2 separate regions of the Triticum aestivum genome follow, and region 2 is linked to region 1. A link is a contact called in public Hi-C data. All regions are on one chromosome and are shown on one strand. Each heading gives the region's core, a stretch centred on a gene start, on an enhancer-like site or on the middle of the called end of the contact. The rest is flanking DNA. Distances are from core to core; before and after follow the strand shown.

Region 1 (6,208 bases), core at 3,536-6,035:
ATTCTTACAAAAATCCTCCAAACCAAAGGAGGCCTTATATTTATTTACGGAGGGAGTACACATGAAATATCGTCAATTCAATTCAGGCATTGCTCCAGGGGAAAAGCAAACATCTTGGCACATGTTTTAGGTAGACATGCATATCTCCAAATTGATGTATTTTCTTCTGCAAATACGCAAGGCTTGTGTATCATTTCATTGATAGAAGAGAATAAAATAATTACGAGGAAGGATGCGACACATTGACACGAACGCAAGAAGACACGAGCATGGTGCCGAAGCAGAGAGACAAAGGATGATCAGCCCAAACAGAGAACACAACATAGCTAACCATGCCTAGCCCAGCTAGCTTTTTATGCTTCCAAAGACCAAAAAGTAATGTACTGGTGGGATGGTGGTCCACGTAGCTTTCTACTTTTGTTTAGTTTGCGAACGTCTTTGGAAGCATGTCTTTGGAAGGGACACAGATTAACACCGTCGACTGGGACTCACTCCTGGGCCTACCCCGGTAATCGCGTCACGTCCAGTGCCCAAACGCCAAACTGATTCACACTACAATATGTTAGAAAATGCTTACCAGGAAGTATGCGGGTGTCCTTTTAAACCGGCCCAAGTTTAGCTCGGCAAGCAGTATGGGACTAAATAAATTGCTACTCTATTTGCGAACGGCGGGGCACAATTTTAAAAAAGAAGACATCAATGACTCGAACTACCGACCTGAGCCTTCCAGGCACAGAAGCTTTGCCATCCGACCAACTAGCATTTCCGTTACTGCAAGCTCTGCCAATTTTCTAGTGTTTGCATTTGGCCTGGTGGGTCGCACTCGTGGAAGGCCGTATTAGCACATCTTTCATACAGTAGGGGCTAATTTATAAATTTAACCAGGATTACGAGGCGTTTTCCTCCGAAACGCCTTCAAAGTGTATCCTGGCAATTTTTGAAACGCCCCCTATGCTTTCATATATTATGGCGTTTTATAAACGCCTCTAAATCTGCTGTCGCATTTTGCAAAACGCTCCTTTAGCTATTACATATTACTGCATTTTCTCGGAATGCCAGCCTGTTTTGAGGCGTTCTTCATTAGTGAGTCTAAGGCACCTTTTTAACGCCTTTTAGAAAATGCCTCTGTTTCTAAACCGTGTTGTAGTGGATGTTACTCATAATGTTTTGTATCTTCTTGATGCTACATTCTGAGATAATAAAATCGCCCTTCATCGAAAAAGACTCAATGATAGGCCGATAGCGTCGGTGGTGGAACATCTCGTGTGTGCCGTCAGGAGGCACTTTTCGCGGAGAGCAGCCAATGGGACAGAACACCGGACTGTAATTTCTGTTCTTTGGGTGGAGCTCGACCGCACTAATGTGCAGTGTCCTGCCTTGGCTTATCCAGTTGAACACCGACGGTGTACGTGGCAGGTCAGGATCAGCAGCGGGCCGCAACTTGCCAAGACGGGGAGCTCAGCTGATCAAGCTACAAGACGAAAATCGCGATAGGATTTGCGACTTGGCCGGGGCTGCTGTAGTGCACTGTACTGGACCAAAAAGGGCATGGCGCCTCGTGCAATCGGAGGGTGAGGTGACAACCATACGCTGTCTGGTCTGGGTCGATTGGGTAGTGGGTCTCTGTAATACTACTTTCTCCGTTCCAAATTACTTGTCGTAGGTATAAATGTATTTAGATGTATTTTAGTTCTAAATACATCTATTTCGGCGACAAGTAATTTGGAACGGAGGGAGTAGCTCCCATGATTTCTGCAAGATTCATGCGCGACCGTTGTCGTATGACGATGCATCAAGGTTGGGCTGGCCATCACCAAGACTAGTCAGTTGCGCTCGTCGATGGCAACGGCTGCATAACAGCAGAGGTTTTTGAGTTTTTTTAGACGATGCAGAGGTTTTCGAGTCGAAATTCGCCCGTCCGTGTCGTGAGAAGTGAGACGGCCCATGAGACTGAAGCACGAGGGACGAGAACAATTCCCAGGCCCACGGGCGCAGGATCCGCGCAAAAGAGGTGCCGGTGGCCCGTCCCGATCGGCGTCGACTCCCTGGGGGCCGGGCATGGAAAGCCATGGGGATCCTGCATATCTCCGCCCACTCTCTCGTCCCGTTCCCGTCCTCCGGTACCGGTAGGCACAATCGAGGCGAGCTGAGGAGGACAGGACCCCCGACCCCGAGAGGAGATACAGGCGACGGCGACGTCGCCGTGGACAGTCTAACCCACCGCCCGCTACGAGCAACCCCACCCACAACCGCCGAACGCCTCCTCCTTTCCTTTCACCTCTCAGCCTGTAGCCGGAAATGGCCGTGGGTCCTCCGTCTCCGTTCCCGGCAATTCGAGGGCAAGGAAGAAGAAAGGGTACCATACCACAAGAACCATTTTGTCCTCGCAAGGTGGATGCGACTTCTGATTCTCCACCACCTCACGAAACAAACAACGGTGAACTCGAGAGGTGAGCTCACTTTCAGTTGAATTTAAACCCATGAAGAAAAATTGGCCCCAACTAGCTTGTGTTTGCATGGCCTCCATCTGTTTTGGTGTGAATTCGACACGGCCAACCACACGTCGCACGTGGTTTGCTTGGCCTCCATCTATTCATGTCACCCACCACCGTCTGAGGCCACGCCGGCGACACATCATCCACCTCGCCCGCTTTAACACCTACTCCCGTCCCGATCAGAGATCGCCTCAGCGTTACGTGCGCGCCTAATCACGACCTCCTCATGACGCTCCTCGACGCAATCCCGTCCGTACCCATCAACCGTGTGTTTTCGCCCCATCTTTACATGCACATACAGAATAATAATACACTGCATAATCACTTCTGGGGACAGACGGAGGCATCGCAACAAAGTGTAGCCTGTGAGGATAGTGAAGCCTGGCACAACCCCATCAGATCAGAGTGCAACATACATGAATACATAATTTAAAGTGACAAGATGTCACAGCAGCACATACTAATAATTTGATGAAAGTGGGGCGCTGAGAATGAGACGGCAGACACTGATCGATCGATCTCAGATCCTCCTTAGTTTCTAGTAGTAGTAGTAGTATACGCAGTACCACATGAATGCATTTGGGTAGTGATGTATTTTATTCTGGCTTCTACTAATCACAGGGAAATAAACAGTGAGGGAGTAGAGAGTAGGTGTATATGTGATGTGGCGCGTGTATATGTACGCGAAGAGTTCATCGTATCTGTACGGTGCTTATACGGGACGGCCGGATTAATGGCGGCAGCGTAGCAACCGACGGAGCTGGTGGTGGGAACGGAGTACTGTACGGCGTACTGATGGATCGATCACATGATGGCGCAGGCGTAGGAGGGGTCCTCCTCGCAGACGATCTTGTAGCCGCCGCACGGCGGGTACGCCGGCTGCTGCGGGTACGGCGGGTACTGCGGGTAGATGTTGTACTGGGGCGGCGGGGGCGCGGGCGCGGGCGCGGGCGCCGGCTCTTCCTTGCAGGAGCAGCCGCCGTGGCCGTGGCCGTGGCAGCAGCAGCAGTCCGACGGCCACGCCGGGTACGGGTAGGGGTACGGCCACGGGTACGGCACCTCCACGACCTTGGGCGGCGGGGGCGCGGGCTCCTCCTTCTTGGGCGGCTCCTCCTTGGGCGGCTCCTCCTTGGGCGGCTCCTCCTTGGGCGGCTCCGGTGCCGGCTCGGGGCACTTGGGCTCCTCCACGACCGCTGGCGGCGGCGGCACCACGACCTCCGGCTCCGGCGGCGGGGGCGCGGGCACCTCCTTCTTGGGCTCCTCCGGCGGCGGCGGCGGCGGCGGCTCCACGATCTCGATCTCCTTGATGATCTTGCAGGCCTTGCAGCAGAGCTTGTCGGAGAGCTTGTCCGCGTCGAAGGGGCCCTTCACGATCACCTTGTTGTTCTTCTCATCGTACTCGATGTCGTCGATCACGAACTCGCCCTTCTCTGCAAGCACGCCAAGAATACCATCAGGCTCAAAGCTAACGCCGACACCAACAGCTTCTGATCCAGAAAACAGGATGTGCGAGCGAAGCACGTACCTCTGATCCTGTCGAGCACCCTCTCGATCTTGCGGTGGCAGCGGGCGCAATCCAGGTCCACCTTGATGATGATGGTCGGCATCTGCACTCCACACACACCTCCCAAGTCAGAATTCTAGCCGAAATTTTCCACCTTATAGTCTCTTCCTTCGCAGAACAGAGTTAGAAAATGAAACAGAGGCACGTCAATTTCACGCGAGCAGAGCAAGAGAGGAGATCGATCGATCTACCAACTGCCGATCGCAACCGATTCCCGCTACTATTCGCTAGGCACAAAAGAGGGAAACAATTGATGAGAAGAAAGGGCAGTTCGAAGCGTAGAACACACTCCAAAAAGAAACGGAATTAACTGGTGAATGAAAGCACACGCTTCCGCCATCAAGAAGGTTCGGCATGGCGCAATCAAATCAACCAATCATCCACACGCAGTCCTAAATCAAATGCATGTTTCTGATTTCGATCGAGAGAGAGGGAGAGAGACAACGATGTGGTGGTACTGGTACATCACCTTGATTGAGTCCTCTCCTCCCTGCAATGCGAGGGGGCGGGGAAGGGCCGAGAAGGAGCGGCGGTGGAGCGAGGGAATTGGATGGGGAGGCGGTGTGGATGAATGAGTACGCGGCTATATATGCGTCCGTCACCTGGCTCATCCGGGGGAGGAGACTTGCCGGTGGGAAGAAGGAGAAGAAGCCGGGCAGAAGAAGCTAGAAGCTGGAAAGGCAGCGGCACACACCACACGGCCAACGCTTGGCCTCGTTGGCTCGCACCGTCGACCACACCCGCCCGGGGGAGGCCGTCGCTGTCGTGGCTGTTAGTCGGCGTTCTCCCTCCCCGAGGATGATCACCGCACAGAAAGCTCCCTGCATTTTTCACGATGCACAGTAATTCTACTGGCGGTGGTAGAGCAAGCTGGATGTGACACTGAGCGATCAGTTTGCAGTGTTCTCGCACTGTGACGAAGGCAAGTGGCGCGCTGGCATTCGCTCCCGAGCCAGAGCCCACGGAACCACCCGGTCGAATTGTGCTTAACCCTGGGTGGTCATCTTTTGCTGTCATGATGACATGATCTGAGCTCGGACAAGAAATGGACCGGAAAGAGATGACCAAACTAGCCTGCCCGGTAGGGGCTTGTCAATGGTTGCCTAGTGCTAATCAGATGTTGTTCAAAAAAAATGAGGACCGCGATATCTTGCCGACGGCAACTGGGGAGGAACCCGGAGGACGACTCGTTCCCGGGGCAGAGTTGTGTGAGATCTCACATCAGGTGATATTAATGAGATCGATTTTTTTATTTAAAAAATACATGTTCAAGCATTTCCAAATTTTTTGTAGACATACATCAATGTTTGGTGTACAATCTCAAAAAGATTCAGCTCCTAATTCGACTTACATTCATGGAAGTGTCAAAGTACCATACACGCAAAGCTGCCACTGTCCACATTGAAATTTATATTTTGTGAATCTCTAAATGTACATCAAGTTTTCAGCTGTTTTTTCAAAGTTGTAGACATAGCTCGCATGAATGTTGTTAAATAATTTCAGATTGTTTTTCAAATGTCTAAATATACGTTTTTAGGGTTGATCTCATGATCACACCTAAATGTGAGATCTCATACAAGTCTCCCCCACTTGTTCCCTGGAGAGGGAGAGAACGAACGAAAACATTGGCTGGAGGAACCCTCCCTGTGTACCCCTCCCCCCATCCGCGTATGGCCAAAAAAAAGCCTATTTTTTCTGTCACGCACAACAAAGCTTAAAAATATGGTATTCTGTATATCGTCTAAAAATACCATGATGTGCAATAAATAAGAATGCAACTGTTGAGGAACGTAGTAATTTCAAAAAATTTCTACGCACACTCAAGATCATGGTGATGCATAGCAACGAGAGGGGAGAGTGTTGTCTACGTACCCTCGTAGACCGGAAGCGGAAGCGTTAGCACAACGCGGTTGATGTAGTCATACGTCTTCACGGCCCGACCGATCAAGCACCGAAACTACGGCACCTCCGAGTTCTAGCACACGTTCAGCTCGATGACGATCCCCGGACTCCCATCCAGCAAAGTGTCGGGAAAGAGTTCCGTCAGCACGACGGCGTGGTGACGATCTGGATGTTCTACCGTCGCAGGGCTTCGCCTAAGCACTGCTACAATATTATCGAGGAGTATGGTGGAGGGGGCACCGCACAC
Region 2 (6,458 bases), core at 2,481-4,980, 290 kb before region 1:
GGGAAAAGAACATGAGATATTAGTAGTTTCAGTTCTGCATCAGCACAGACACAATTTACTGGGGTTAGTGAAAAAAAATAGCTTATCAGCTTTTAGACGATGCTGAAAAAATAGCACTTACCACTGTTCAATGCCTTCTAGATCATTGTCATGTAAAATCTTTTTCAACTGTTCTTGGCAGAGAACATTTGATGCAAAAAGTTGCCTCTGCTCCTCTGTCAAGTCAGACGGTTCCAACAACTTACGGGTAAATTGCATGCCATTGAGTGGGTTCTTTAATTCTTGACGAATATATGTCAATTCCTTAAAGCTGTGTGTAGCAGCTTGTTCAGACATTTTCTGCACCTGAAGAGCATGCTGAAGCTCGGGGCTGGCCACATGCAAAAAGCAAAGAGCGCCGGTGATCTTACCCTCAGCATCTGTCCTCTTGTTTGCTGTCAGCAGTGATTCCATGTACTTGCCATCTGTGTTGAAGAAACCAAAAGCAAGCTTCTCGGGTTCTTGACCAGAGATCACCGTGTTCATCAGTATGCTAAGTTTGGTTAGAGTAACTTGATCTTTTACCCTGCATCCATAATCATGAAGAGTGAAAAGCTCCCCGATTAGCAACTTATCTATTGCATCTTCCCTCTTTATACCAGTAATCTTTTGCATAGCTTCATTCCATTCTAAGCAAGAACCAAGATCATTGATCATAAATATAGGGGGTATGAGCTCATTGGGGTTCTTTACTATTGCAACATAGTCACCCTGTATCCGGGTATACTTATCCATAACCATCTTGTGCCCTGTCAAATCTTGTGCTACGAAACATACCCCAACAACTTTGTCTGAAAGGTCACGACTACAACAGGCGTTAACCATCAAGACTACAGGGCCCTTACTTTCCTGTTGATGCATTGTTTTAAGCTTGATTTCCAAATTCTGCTCTTCGGTTCCTGAAATATAAAGGAGAAATGAAACACAGATGTGTCACCAAAAAATGATGTACATGTTATAACTAAGCTGGAAAGCATAAAAGGACCAGATTCAAGACATAGTGACAACCTTGCAGAGCTGAGTTCAACATTTGCTTAACCACTTCAACAGAATCACCCTCCACGAGATCTACCAGAAGCATCCCTATGGCTTCCGTGGTGGGTAATCCAGTAATTTCTGCAACTTTATTATTCCATCCGTTTATGTTACCAACGATGTCGACAGCCAATATAGGAGCAGTTGCTGTCTCAATTAGGCGCACCATCTCATTTGTCACAATTTTCAGTTCAAGTAGCCCCTGTATCTTCTTGATGTCATCAGATGGAGCTTCAACAATTGACCTTGCATTGTTGTCGTTAGCATCTTCATCTTGCAGGGAGCCACGCAATATTAGCTGGAGAGAATGGATTGCGTCCATTTCAACATCCTCCCAAGGAACACTCCTCCATTTAACTACCTCCAAGAAGGCCCTGAACGAAGAACGTGGATGCATCCTCCTGCCATTGTCATCTGCATCACCTGGTTCATGCTTAGCTCCACCCCACTTGATCTCCTTTGCTGTGTGCGACCGGAACCAGAAGATAAATCCTTTGGAAGAGATCTTTATAGCTGCCATGCCACAGACAACCTCACCGAGCGCAGACGCACCAGGATATCCTGCTTCCAATAAGCTGTCCGTACTTAGCCCAGTAGAGCCATCATGGCACTCCAGCAGCCACGCGACAATCTTCTTTATCTCTCCTTCAGAGGGTGTTGATCCCAGCACCATAATCTGGTTTTGGTAACACAATGCTGCACCATCGCACTTCACCAGATCCATTACATTGGGAGACTGGGTAAATATCCCAACAGGAGCATCCCTGAGGAGCATATCACACAGAAGCGTCTGCGTGCGGAGGATGTGCCTCTCCTTTGCCTGAGAAGCAAGTTCCACCTCCTTGTTGAGCTGTATGCCGAACACTTGCAAGAGAAATTCGCAAGCATACCTGAGAGGGAAGGGGACGAACCTCGGGCTCGTGTGATGGCAAACCACCAGCCCCCACAGCTTCCTGCCTTTCGGCTGCTGGTCACTCCCAGTGTCTCCATCCTCATCGTCGTCCTCGTTTATAGTGATCGACATCACCAGCGACGCGATGGAGCCCATGTTGGCCATGTACTGGGCATGGCAACCATGGGGTGCTCTCATGGTCGAGCCACAGAGGCTGATAGGCTGTGACAGGTTGTCATCCTGAATGAGCTTCACAGGACTTGCAGCACAATCACATATCATCCGCACTTTGTTCTTCATAAACAGAAACCTGGATGCTTGTGGGATGTCAGTTGCCGGGTAGTGCAGGCCAAGATACGGCTCCAAATCAGACCTCCTGCACTCGGCAATGACCTCACCATGCTCGTCCTCATGGAACTTGTATGCCATCACCCTGTCATAGCCAGTGAGCTCGCTTACCTCCCGGACCAGCACATCGCAGAGCAGGGAGAGGTTGCCACTGGGCAGGGACTGCAGCCTGGAGATGGCCTTGGCGGCGAGCTTGTACGACTTGAGCGCGCCGGCGGCGGTGACGGGCACGTCGGCGGGGTTGACCGGTTCGAGGTCGATGACGAGGCCGACGTCGATGCGGTGCAAGATGGCGTAGAAGGGCTTCCCGGAGGTCCTGGCGTGGACGAGGATTGGGTTGAGCAGGTTGACCTCCCCGAAGACGGCGGCCTTGTGCAGGGCGACGGCGCTCTGGGAGCGAAAGAGCGTGCGCACGTCGGCGCCGACGGCGAGCGCGTCGCGCTGGTCGATGGTGGGCACGGCGTGCGGCGTGAGGTCGAGTATCTCGGCGGCGTTCTCGCTGTAGGCGAGCAGCGCGAAGGACTCCGGGTGGATCGCGAGCAGGCAGCCGAAGGGCTGGATGTAGCGGCCCCGCTGCATGTTCTGGAGGTAGGCGGAGACGGCGGAGCTGGTGCTGGCCCCGGAGCGGTTGAGCGCGCTGACCGAGGAGGAATAGTCGAAGTGGCGCTGCGAGCCCTCGAACTCGGCGTGCAGGCGCGCGTCCACGGGCGTCTGCGCCACCACCCGCTCGCTGTGCTTGGAGCGCGCCGAGCTCCCCCGCGAGCACGCCGGCCGGTTGTTGGACCGCGACGACGACATCTCGCCGCCGGTCGCCACCACGACCACCCCCGAGCTAGGCTCCTCGCTCCTGCCCCTCCCCCTACCGCGCGACGGTCAGCAGCGGTGGCGCGGGGGATTCTGCGACGCGGAGGGGCAAATGGGCGGAGGAGGAATCGACGGGAATCATGAGGGGGCGGGGGGAAAGCCGCGACTTTTCTGGAGAAGGACGGGGGAGAGTGGGGGATTGGATTCGCCCGGCGCGGATAAGCACACGCAGTGAGTGAGAAGGGAACAGGAGGGGGCAGCACCCGGGTGGGAGTGGAACAGCGATGTTACCCCCACGCTCCTCCTCCCTGCGCCAAACGGTAGAAGAAGCAAGCAACAGCGATGCGCAACTAACTAACCGCCCGCCCGCTCGATCCGCCGGGGTGGCGCCCGGCGTCGGAGAGCGAAGGGAAGGGGAATAGGCGGTGGGCTTTCACGCGCGGAGGAAGTGGCAGGGCGGCGGCGGGCGGGCGGGTGAGCCAAGAGAGGCGTCGGGAAACCGAGAGGGGAACGGGAAGCCGTACGACGTCACTCCGGCGCGGCTCGTCTTCCCCGCAAGAGCTGACGCGGCAGTAGTGTGCGAGCTCGGCTAATTTGGATGGCGCTTCCCACTTGATCGGAATAATTGAAGAATGGGTTGGCTTGTCGGGGCCATCGCGTAGTAACTAGCGGTAGTACCAGTGCCCAGCAGGCTGTCCATCTTTGGCCGGTGGATTGGACGCGTGTGGCCCAGATCGTCCGCGGGGCTCCCCGATTCCTTTCCCAAAACTGTGTGGTGCGTGATGCTTCGAGCCAACATGCGGCGTGCGTGCTTTGCTTTTCGCACAGAAATGGGGTGGCAAGCGTCGCTGTCAGAAAATGTTGACCGTTCTTTGTGGTTTGTGCTTAAGGATATCTCCAATAGTTTGTATGTTAGCTTGTTGGTAAAATATGTCATGTCATCAACCAACACCTTAACATACAACAACTCCAATGATTTGTATCTAGTTTGCCCAATAGGATGTGAGATAATAAGTGGGGTGTTCTCTCATTCTACATTGAAGCTTGTGCAATGGGTGTTGGTTCATGTACATACAACCTTCCTCTCTTTCCTCATTTATTGTATGACACATCATCAAAAATCCTATGTGACAAACTCTACCAACAACTATCTTACGACCATTGGAGATGCCCTAAGGTGGAGCCTGTATGCACGTAGCGCGGGGCAACGGCAAGGGGACACGGTGGTCATTGCTGCCACGGATGGGAGTGCGATTGGATCGAGCGATGATCACCCGGCTTTGATATATTTTTTTCGCAAATACGCAAAGGCTTTGCGTATCATTGCATTGATAGGAGGGAAAAAAAGATATGACGGTTACAGGGGTAGCCCCACAAGCACGTACGCGAGAGGGCGTGAATGAGAACTTCATGGGCGCATACAAAGAGATGGGGGTGCGCTAGTCGTCCCCGCAGTCGATCACTACGGAGGTAGGAGCAGGTTGTTGAGCCTTTTGCCCATCCGCATGCGTCTTCCACTACTGCAGGATGCTGCTAACGCGACACTATAATCAGAGACCCTTCAAGAAACTGTGTGCGATGTCATAATCGCAAACGGTGTTGTATGAAAACCGTCAGAAATGTGTAAAACGTTTGCGACGACGGATGCATCAAACACGATTCAGGTTTTAGTTGCGTGTGCGATGAAGGGCATACGGTTCAGTTCAATGAACTGTTTGCGATGATGAGGAACAAAAGAAACGGGCATCCAGATGGAGGCGTGTGCGATACACAGCATACGGTTTACTCAGATGAACTGTTTGTGATTAGGCAACACAAAAGAAACGGTCAGCCAGATCAAAGGTGTGTGCGATATACGGCATGCAGTTCACTCGGATGAACTGTTTGCGTTGAGACATGAGAACAAAAACGGTTCAACTCAATACAATGTGTGTGATACGGGACAAACAGGTCTGTAATCAGAAATGTGTCTGAAGGCCGATAAGAACACAGACGGTTGCTGCTAATAAGACGTGTGTGTTGTGCGATGGGATTGCGTACAGAACAACAACATATATATATATAGACACACACACACACACACACACACTTATAAGGACATGCTTACATAACCAAATTAAACATCCACTTACATAGGTGGCAACTACAATCACGGCATTTGCACACACCAAAGTAAACTATTACATGCATAATTACATAGGTGGCTACTACACACATGACATTTTCACACACACCAATAAAGTAAACTATATATTACATGCATGATTAACTAGCATAAAGGATCAGTTGATCATCATCTACTTCTTGTGACGCTTGCTCTTCTTGTGGCTCGATCCGGGCTCATCGATTTGGGTAACGAGGCACTTCCTCATGTCAACGATTCGCTTGTGCATCTCGTAGCATGTGTACACGCTCTTGGCCGCGAACCTGAGGTGAGGTTCATCCAGTTGTCGCATCCAGGCCTTGTGCCAGGATACGAGACTTGTTCTTTGGGCATCCTGCTTCATCTTTTCATAGTAGGGGTCGATGATGGCCGAGGCGAGTTCGACCAGGGAGTCCTGCTTCGTGCTGCCCTAGACCCTGTAGTGTTCACGGATTTCGACAAGGTTCTTACAGGCCAAGCCCGTAACACTGAGCGCTTTTACATCGTCTTTGGTATCCACCGTGGCGAACTTGTAGTCGATGATGTTGACAAACCTGTTGAAAGCACAAGTGCTCCCTGGGTGGTTTTGGTAATTAATGTCAACATATCTTTTGTTGGACTAATGTTTTTATCTAGTATATTTCAGATAAATTCAACAGATGGAGTGGCGTGGACAAGAAGATGTGGAACCCCTTTGAAATGCTAAGGACAAAAGATTGGCTCAAGCTCTAAAGCTCAAGACTCTACATTTTGCTTTTAGTGATCCAAGATCACATTGAGTCCATAGGAAAGCCAATACTATTAAAAGGGGGATGAGGTGTTGCTTAATGGCTTGCTTACTCAAAATGCTTAGTGATATGCTCCAAAGCCCTCAACCACTTTCTCATATCCACATATGTCCCAACCCAAAAGTCAAACTCGGCCCCACCGAAATTTTTCATCCGGCGCCACCGAGTTCACTTGACATAGCCATTGCCACAAACCCTAATCAATTCGGTCACACCGATGGGATCTCGGTCTCACCGAGATGGGCTTGCAAACTCTTTGTTGCCTATTCTAATAATCTCGGTCTCACCGAGATATGCAATCAGTCCCACCAAGGTTGCTTGACCAACTCTCTGCTTCACTTATTACCCAAATCGGTCCCACCGAGTTTGTCTAATCAGTTAAACGGAGATGAGCCAAGACCGAGAGGGG

The links. Hi-C and Micro-C count contacts between places; a contact is called where the count stands out from the background.
Region 2: a contact with region 1 is called in a Hi-C map of leaf, with 7 times the contacts expected there. The contact joins the promoter of LOC123105051 here to the promoter of LOC123105050 in region 1. A contact is called at or near these places in 2 of 5 Hi-C or Micro-C datasets (both in leaf) and 1 of 1 datasets of contacts at active chromatin or transcription factors (leaf).

What each region holds. Positions count from the first base shown.
Region 1 is chr5A:588,155,855-588,162,062 of IWGSC CS RefSeq v2.1, reverse strand. It overlaps LOC123105050 (protein PYRICULARIA ORYZAE RESISTANCE 21), which reads right to left and starts at 4,785. Exons shown (of 3, transcript XM_044527024.1): 1 at 4,529-4,785; 2 at 4,021-4,102; 3 at 2,862-3,925. The coding sequence starts at 4,102. The coding sequence ends at 3,300.
Region 2 is chr5A:588,441,590-588,448,047 of IWGSC CS RefSeq v2.1, reverse strand. LOC123105051 (phytochrome C) reads right to left here and starts at 3,730. Exons shown (of 4, transcript XM_044527025.1): 1 at 1,048-3,730; 2 at 122-938. The coding sequence starts at 3,112.